2 separate regions of the Macaca mulatta genome follow, and region 2 is linked to region 1. A link is a contact called in public Hi-C data. All regions are on one chromosome and are shown on one strand. The core of a region is the stretch at or near the end of the contact, and the rest is flanking DNA. Distances in the headings are between cores, read along the strand shown. Region 1 overlaps LOC144331481 (a long non-coding RNA gene). Region 2 holds the start of MCL1 (MCL1 apoptosis regulator, BCL2 family member).

Region 1 (4,419 bases), core at 278-2,777:
GCAACTAATGGGTAAAGGACAAAGATGCTGTTAAACATCCTGAAATGCACAGGACAGTCCCTGCAACAAAGAATTACTTGGCCCAAATGTCAGCAGTTCCAAGACTGAAAAACCTGAGTACAGAGATGCTGGTCCTACAGGAAACGTCTCCTTTGTCCATTGCAGGGGCACCAGTGTGACAGATAAAACCATTTGAGGGGGGCCGAGCCTGGTGGCTCACACCTGTAATCCCAACACTTTGGAGGCCAAGGCGGGTGGATCACCTGAGATCAGGAGTTCAAGAACAGCCTGGCCAACATGATGAAACCCTGTCTCTACTAAAAATACAAAAAATTAGCCGGGTGTGGTGGCTACCCGGGAGACTGAGGCAGGAGAACGGCTTGAATCCAGGAGGCAGAGGTTGCAGTGAGCCAAGATTGCACCACTGCACTCCAGCCTGGGCAACAAGAGCAAAACTCTGTCTAAAACAAACAAAAAACCATTTGAGGGGGATATACCACAGATGCCTGCTTGTTCCCCTGGGGCCTGAGTCCCTCTCAGACTTTCACACCAAATATTTTTAGTTTACTTCTGACAGAAATAAATTCAAGCCAGAATCCAGATTTGCTGTGAAATCAGGTGGTTCTAGAGAATAGGATATTTTCCTATACCCTTCTTGATATAGGCAAAATTGCCCAACAGAGGCTGTGCAATCAGGCCAAGGACATGCTCCTCTTGGCCTTAGTTTCACCATTTGTTTTTTTTGTTTGTTTGTTTGTTTTTTTTGAGACGGAGTCTCGCTCTGTCGCCCAGGCTGGAGTGCAGTGGCCGGATCTCAGCTCACTGCAAGCTCCGCCTCCCAGGTTCATGCCATTCTCCTGCCTCAGCCTCCCGAGTAGCTGGGACTACAGGCGCCCGCCACCGCGCCCGGCTAGTTTTTTGTATTTTTTAGTAGAGACGGGGTTTCACTGTGTTCGCCACGATGGTCTCGATCTCCTGACCTCGTGATCCGCCCGTCTCGGCCTCCCAAAGTGCTGGGATTACAGGCTTGAGCCACCGTGCCCGGCCAGTTTCACCATTTGTAAAACGAGTATACTGAACTCAATGATCTCAAATGTCCCTTTAGTTCCAAAACTCTGTACTTTTGGATATTTCTTTTTTTTTTTTTTTTTTGAGACGGAGTCTCGCTCTGTCGCCCAGGCTGGAGTGCAGTGGCCAGATCTCGGCTCACTGCAAGCTCCGCCTCCTGGGTTCACGCCATTCTCCTGCCTCAGCCTCCCGAGTAGCTGGGACTACAGGCGCCCGCCACCTCGCCCGGCTAGTTTTTTGGATTTTTTAGTAGAGACGGGGTTTCACCGTGTTAGCCAGGATGGTCTCGATATCCTGACCTCGTGATCCGCCCGTCTCAGCCTCCCAAAGTGCTGGGATTACAAGCTTGAGCCACCGCGCCCGGCCTGGATATTTCTTTTAAGAAATATCCTGGGCTGTACAGTTTGGGTCTGTAGAAAAGGAAATGACTCAAATGCAATAGAGGAAGCCTAAGGATGACTCAGACTTCCCTAATCATAAACGACACTTCAGACGTGGACCTTAAGGTCAAACCAGGACTCATGATCACTATATGACTTTTCTTTTGTACATGTGAGCAGGTGGCATTCACCAGGGGTGACTTTATTGACAGTAAGTTGCCTCTGCCAAAAAACACCCTCATATGTCTGATGTTTGAATTTCTCCTATGCAGAGTTTTGTCTTCAGTTAAAAATGTAAATACTATTGTTTCCTGTTGGAGCTCAGAGAAAAAAAAAGGTAACTACTCTAGGATATGTATCAATTTGATGCTACTTTATTTTATTTATTGAGACAGGGTCTTGCTCTGTTGCCCAGGCTGGAGTGCAATGGTATAATCACAGCTCACTACAGCCTCAACCTCCTGTGCCCAATTGATGCTCCCACCTCAGCCTCCCATTGCTGGAACTACAGGCACACAACACGCCTGGCTAATTTTTTTTAAAATTTTTCAGACAGGGTGTCCCTACATTGCCCAGGCTGGTCTCAAACTCCTGTACTCAAGTGATCCTCCCACCTCAGCCTCCCAAAGTGATGGCATTATAGGCGTGAGCCATCTCACCCTGGCAAGTTGATTTTTAACAAAAGATAACAGCAAAACTCCAGATACATTAGCAAACTACTTTCACAGCTGGATGTGAAGAAACTCCCTTAGTTTTATTTATTTATACACAGAGTCTCACTCTGTTGCCCAGGCTGGAGTGTAGTAGTGCAAACACAGCTCATTTTCAGCCTTCACTTTCTGGACTCAGACTATCCTCCCACCTCAGCCTCCCATGTAGCTGGGACCACAGGCGCATGCCATCATGCATGGCTAATTTTTAAATTTTTTTGTAGAGATGGGGTCTCATTTTGTTGCCCAGGCTGGTCTCGAACTCCTGGGCACAAGCAATCTTCCCCTCCCAAAGTGCTCGGATTACAGGCATGAGCCACCACTTGGCTCCAATCTAAAATTTTATATTCTTGCTACAATGTGCTGAACTTCCAGGTTAATCATTTCTGCTTCTAAATCATCTGCTCTTTGACTTTATAAAGGGTTCTCTTAAAAATAGATAAATAATAAAGAAAGAAACAAATAATTCTCTTGACCAGAGTTTTTTTTTTTTTTTTTGAGACAGGGTTTTGCTCTTGTTACCCAGGCTGGAGTGCAATGGCGCAATCCTGCCTCACTGCAACCTCCGCCTCCCAGGTTCAAGACATTCTCCTGCCTCAGCCTCCCTGGTAGCTGGGATTACAGGCGAATACCACCACACCCAGATCATTTTTTGTATTTTTAGTAGAGAGAGAGTTTCACTATGTTGGCCAGGCTGGTCTCAAACTCCTGACCTTGTGATCCACCAACCCCAGCCTCCCAAAATGCTGGGATTACAAGTGTGGGCCACTGCGCCTGGCTTGACCAGTTTATCACCCCTTCCTTAGCCTATTTTCTTATCTAGCCATAATCAGAGAGATTCCTTACACAATCTTTCACCAGCACTTTCATCCCCTTGCTTCCTTCTTAGTATACTTTATCCATCTACAAATCACGACCCAGGATCTAAACAATAATGTCTTCCCTGCTCTTGTGCCCAGGGAGCTAGGTGCTTCTAGAGAAAATATCACAAAGATATGGATTGGCACATGTTTATGGTACCAATCTATTAGAACCTCAACATTGCTTGCTTCCTAATTACCCCCTTCCCACCTTTTTAAAGAGATGGGGTTTGGTTATGTTGCCCAGGCTGGAGTGCAATGGCCATTCACAAGCATGGTAATTGTGCACTGCAGTCTTGAACTCCTGGGTCAAGATCTTCCTACCTCACCCTCCCAAGTAGCTGGGACTATAGGCGTGTGCCACCACGCCTGGCTAATTTCATTTTTTGTAGAGATGAGTTCTTACCATGTTGTCCAGGCTGGTCTTGAACTCCTGGACTCAAGCAATCCCCCTGCCTCAGCCACCCAGACTGTCAGGATTACAGGCCTGAGTCATTGGGCCTAGCCCCTCCTCTCTTCTATGTCCTTTTATGTTTATACTTTTTACACTCCCACCTCTCTAACATCCTACTTTACAAGTCTGACTAAAACTGTCAGACAAGGACTCCTATAAATTACCTAGCCCCGGTCAATAACAAACAGCTGGGAGTTTACTGTTGTTATATTTTCACCTTGAGTCTCCAGCAGGATGAGGCATATATAGTCCTACCTGAGACCACTTTCTTCCTCAGTTGGCTTCCCAACTAGGCTAACCCCACACAGCTGGCACACGGTAAGTGCTCAGCAAATGTCTGCAGAAGTAGACCATGTAACTAAACGATATCCACCTGTGCTCATTTCATCTCCTTTCTCTTCAGAACCCTGCTTTTTGGCTATCTTTCTCTAATGAGCTCCAGGTTTTACTTATTCCTTTCACTGTTTCAATAAATATACCTCAATTGCTGCCATCCTAAAACAACCACAAAACCTCTCCACATTACTTAGTTCTACAAGCCAGATTTCGCCTCTACAAATCCACTGAAATTGGTCTCAAAAAGGTTACTAACTGCCAAATCAAATGGATACTCAAGTCCTTTTTCTTTTGTATTTGATTTTTGGGTTTTTTGTTGAGATGGAGTCTTGCTCTTGTAGCCCAGGCTGGAGTGCAATGGTGCGATCTTGGCTCACTGCAACCTCCGCCCCCTGCGATAAGTGATTCTCCTGTCTCAGCCTCCTGAGTAGTAGCTGGGATTACAGGCACCCGCCACCACGCCCAGCTAATTTTTACTATTTTTAGTAGAGACAGGGTTTCATCATGTTGGCCAGGCTGGTCTTGAATTCCCAACCTCAGGTGATCCCCGCCTACCTCAGTCTCCCAAAGTGCTGGGATTACAGGCATAAGCCACCGTGCCCAGCCCTGTC
Region 2 (4,908 bases), core at 1,382-3,881, 43 kb before region 1:
GTAGCTTTTACACAGGTCACTGGCATTGTTAGTGCTTCTCTTAACACTACAGGAAATTAATGAATTCGGCGGGTAATCAATTCTATGACTTGCCTGACTACTGGCCACTTTCCTGTTCTCAACAAGGAAATTAAGTCTTTCCACCCTACCATCTTCACTAAATCTAAAAGTCCTCCTCCATAGCTTCCCAAACAAAGTTTGTTTGTTGCTGAAACTGAGCTTTGCTTCTTTCAGACAGTGACTCTTCTATCAATGGGCAGCACTTTTCCCATGTATTTATTCTCGTTAGCCATAATCCTCTTGCCACTTGCTTTTCTGGCTAGGTTGCTAGGGTGCACCTCTTGGAAGTTACAGCTTGCAGTCCAACTGCATAAACTGGTTTTGGTGGTTGGTGGTGGTGGTTGGTTAAAAGTCAACTATTGCACTTACAGTAAGGCTATCTTATTAGATATGCCAAACCAGCTCCTACTCCAGCAACACCTGCAAAAGCCAGCAGCACATTTCTGATGCCACCTTCTAGGTCCTCTACATGGAAGAACTCCACAAACCCATCCTACAAAACAAAAAAGACAAGCACATTTTCAAGTATGGGTTTCTGCTCTCTTAACAACACTACTATCCAGAAAAAAGGTAAATTAAAATATCTAAGGATCCCCCCTAAAACAACAGTAAACCAATTATTATTCACCCTGGGGCAAAAAAAAAAAAAAAAAAAAAAGACATTTCTAAGTTCTTCAGTTTCTTAAGTGGGCACCCATGATAGTTAAACTTCATTTTACAGTACTATCTTGGTCATATTAGGATTTATCCAAACCAAGGGACTTCCAGAGTTCCCATGAAGTAAAAGACTAAAACACTTATTCTCAAATCTCCACCACCTAATATTTCAGTAACACCTCAACTGCGAAGATCAGTTTTTCTCAACGTGGTTAAGTACATCCTGCATCAGATCTGGGTTTCTGTTTAAAACGCAAGGTCCACCCCGTATCTTCTCAATTAAAACAGGGAGCGCCTTAGGAATGTATTTCAGCTATCCTCCCCTGGTGACTTATTTCTTCATGGTTTGAATCCACTGAAGAGTATTCAACTGAACTGGAACAAAAAATAGCCTAGAGAAAACCAAGATTTTTGATACAATTCAAGACCGCCATACCACTATCTCTAAGGATCCACTACTTAAATCATTATCAAATAAACAATGGTCCTTTAGTTAGAGCCTGCAAACAGCCGTGCGTCATAAAAACCTTTAGATATCCCCACCTCTCTAAATAAATCCTTCATTCTACTTCCACTCCAAGTCCCCTTTCATCCTTAAGGAAAACTTACCCAGCCTCTTTGTTTAACTAGCCAGTCCCGTTTTGTCCTTACGAGAACGTCTGTGATACTTTCTGCTAATGGTTCGATGCAGCTTTCTTGGTTTATGGTCTTCAAGTGTTTCGCCACAAAGGCACCAAAAGAAATGAGAGTCACAATCCTGCCCCAGTTTGTTACGCCGTCGCTGAAAACATGGACCATCACTCGAGACAAAGATTTGACATCGTCTTCGTTTTTGATGTCCAGTTTCCGAAGCATGCCTGGGGAAGAAAAGCATGCAGGTCCTCACGGCCTCCTTTGTCTAAACCGGCGCAAGATTCGCCTGCCCACCCACGGCGGGAAAGTGGCTACTGGGATTTATAGAACTCAGGTCGACCCCACTTGGAATTGACATCCCACCCTTTCCGGTCTTTGAACAAGAGCTGCCATTTCCAAAAGAATCAAGATGGGCGGAAACAATGACTCAAGGCCAGAATATTCTGGTTTCAGGAATAGGATGAGACACGTTTCAACACTGACTCGTTTCGGTTTCCACCCACCCTCGGCGGGTGAGTCCAGGGAGAGATGGAAAAAAGGGAGTGAGGCCTTGGCGATTAATGAACCCCCTTACCTTGGAAGGCCGTCTCGTGGTTGCGCTGCACGCCATCCCCAACCCGTCGTAAGGTCTCCAGAGCCTTCCTGCTGGTGGCCCCAGACCTGCCCATTGGCTTTGTGTCCTTGGCGCCGGTGGCCTGCTCCCGAAGGTACCGAGAGATAATCTCCAGCGACTGCCGGTACAACTCGTCCTCCTCCTCCTCTGCTGGCGGCGGCGTCGAGGGTAGTGACCCATCCGTACTGGGGCTATTACCAGATTCCCCGACCAACTCCAGCAGGGGCAGGACAGCCGGCCGCTTCCCGAGAGGCTCCGGCTCGTACCCGTCCAGCTCCTCTTCGGGCGACATGATGGCGTCGGCGGCCGGGGCTTCCATCTCCTCAAGCGGCGACGCGCGGCGGGTGGGCGCAAAGAAAAGCAGCCTCGCGGGGCTCGCGGTGACGTCGGGGACCTCCGCGCCAATGGGCGGCGGCCGCGCGACCCTCCGGGCGTCTGGCGTGAGGGCGGCCGGGGGGCTTGCGCCGGCGCTTCCGCCAATCACCGTGCCGGCCTCCCCTCCCCCTATCTCTCGCCGGGCCGAGGCCTCCTTCTCCGTAGCCAAAAGCCGCCCTCCCGGAGGGGTGGCGCCGCCGCTGCCGGCCCCCAAGCCGGCCCCCCCACAGTAGAGGTTGAGTCCGATTACCGCGTTTCTTTTGAGGCCAAACATCGCCAGTCGCCGCCGCCGCCGCCGCCTGGCAAGAAAACTGGGGAAGACCCCGACTCCTTACTGGAAGGAAGCGGAAGTGAGAAGTGGCGAGGAGCTCCTTGATCACGGTTTTAGGGCGGCTAGTCCTACTGGGTGGCGTCAGCGAACTTTAATTTTTTTTAAAAAGTATTCCCATAAAAGGGGAAAGGGGCGGCAGCTTCCGGAGGGTTGCGCACGGCACCTACCGGCTGCCGGGCCGGGGCGGGGTCGGGGCCTGAGCGGGGCCTTCCGGTCTTCGGAGGTTCTGGGTGCCGGTTACGTAACGGCGGCTCCGAGCTCCTGGGCTCGAGCTCTTTCCATGAGCACCTCGGGCCTTCTAGTGGCTACCTCTGTGCTTCCCTGAGACCTGATTCGCGAGCCCCTTTTACTGGTTTTTGCCAGAGCTTTTTTACCAAATCAAAATTTCAACCATTGACTAACAGGGGTTGAAGGAAGAGGACGAGGAAGTTCAGTGATGGATAGGAACAACAGTCTTAGATGATAGGGATAATTAAGGGGGCATAGTTGGGAACTTGGAGTTATTTTGCACAGCTCTCAGTTCGATGTTTGGAAATGAGGATGCTCCATGTACTACCCTAAAGAACCATTTATATAAGTGGACTAAGCTAAAACTGCCACGGCTAAACTATTCCTGCCTCCCTGCTTGCTTCTTCCATCTCTGTTGCATAGTCTGGCGCTATTTACATATAGGCCTTACTCCATTAGCAACTCGTCTGAGAGTCTTGACAACATTTTTGTTTGTTTTGAGACAGAGTCTAGCTCTGTTGCCCAGGCTGGAGTGCAGTGGCGTGATCTCGGCTTACTACAAGCTCCACCTCCCACGTTCAGACGACTCTTATACCTCAGCCTCCCGTGTAGCTGGATTACAGGCGTGCGCCACCACAGCCGGCTAGGTTTTGTATTTTTAGTAGAGATTGGGTTTCACCATGTTGGCCAGGCTGGTCTCGAACTCGTGGCCTCAAGTGACCCGCCAGTCTCGGCCTCCCAAGGTGCTGGGACTACAGTTGGGAGCCACCTCGCCCGACTGATTATTGTATTTTTAGTAGAGACGTGGTTTCACCATGTTGGCCAGGCTGGTCTTGAACTCCTGGCCTCAGGTCATTCGCCTGCCTCAGCCTCTTAAAGTGCTGGGATTACAGGCGTGAGTCACTGCACCCGGTTGACACTATTTATTTTGGTGCTGATAGTAAGGCACATTTGACTCTAGAGGTTTGTAAAGCCCTTGGGAAAAAGGATCCTGTTATATGCCACGTATGTTAACATTAATTAAAGCAGCCTTTTTGTTAAAAGATCTGTAAAAATAATAGCTAAAATTCGAAAGCAAGGTGCTGAGAGACATAGGAAAGGTGAGCAAGCTCACTTTTAAAAAATTGTTTTGAGATGAGGTCTTGCCTTGTCACCCAGGCTGGAGTGCAGTGGCACCATCAGGGCTCATTGCTGCCTCAGCCTTCTGGGTTCCTGGGCTGAAGTGATTCTCCCACCTCAGCCTCGCGAGTAGCTAGGAACACAGGTGCATGCCACCAGGCTTGGCTAATTTTTTTAATTTCTTGTAGAGATGGGGTATCGTTATTTTGCCCAGGCTGGTCTTGAACTCCTGGGCTCAGGTGATCCTCCTACCTTGGCCTCCCAAAGTGTTGGGATTACAGGCTGGGCTCTGTGCCTCATGCTAGTAATCCCAGCACTTTGGGAGGCTGAAGTGGGTGGATTGCTTGAGCCCAGGAGTTCAAGACCAGCCTGGGAAACATGGCGAAACCCTGTCTCTACTAAAAACACAAAAATTAGATGGGTGTGGTGGTGCGCACCTGTAATCCCAGCTACTCTGGAGGCTAAGACAGGAGAACTGCTTGAACCTGAGAGACGGAGGTTGCAGTGAGCCGAGATAGTGCCACTGCACTCCAGCCTGGGCAACAGAGTGAGACTCGGTCTCAAAAAAAAAAAAATGAGGCCTGGCGCGGTGGCTCACGCCTGTAATCCCAGAACTTTGGGAGGCCAAGATGGGCGGAACATCTGAGGTTAGGAGTTTGAGACCAGCCCGACCAACATGGAGAAACTCCATCTCTACTAAAAATACAAAATTAGCCAGGCTGTGGTGGCATGTGCCTGTAATCCCAGCTACTTGGGAGGCTGAGGCGGGAGAATCACTTGAACCTGTGAGGCGAAGGTTGCGGTGAGCCGAGATTGTGCCATTGCACTCTAGCCTGGACAACAAGAGTGAAACGCCATCTCAAAATAAATAAATAAAGTGTTGGAATTATAG

What was found. A called contact is a pair of places that touch in the nucleus more often than the background predicts.
Region 2: a Hi-C map of CD4 T cells shows a contact between it and region 1, with 3 times the contacts expected there. The contact joins the promoter of MCL1 here to the enhancer-like site in region 1. A contact is called at or near these places in 4 of 14 Hi-C or Micro-C datasets (CD4 T cells, blood, fetal cortical plate and 1 more).

Annotation. Positions count from the first base shown.
Region 1 is chr1:116,500,924-116,505,342 of T2T-MMU8v2.0, reverse strand. It overlaps LOC144331481 (a long non-coding RNA gene), which reads right to left. Exons shown (of 2, transcript XR_013398749.1): 2 at 1-263. Among named protein-coding and RNA genes, the nearest start is that of ENSA, 16 kb to the right of the region's middle. Within about 2 kb of position 1,527, at least 18 of the 40 cell types and tissues checked have an H3K27ac peak or open chromatin away from gene starts, as enhancers often do. A contact at or near this core is called in CD4 T cells and blood, where this site is marked.
Region 2 is chr1:116,544,617-116,549,524 of T2T-MMU8v2.0, reverse strand. MCL1 (MCL1 apoptosis regulator, BCL2 family member) reads right to left here and starts at 2,631. Exons shown (of 3, transcript NM_001266501.2): 1 at 1,925-2,631; 2 at 1,327-1,574; 3 at 1-553. The coding sequence starts at 2,612. The coding sequence ends at 437.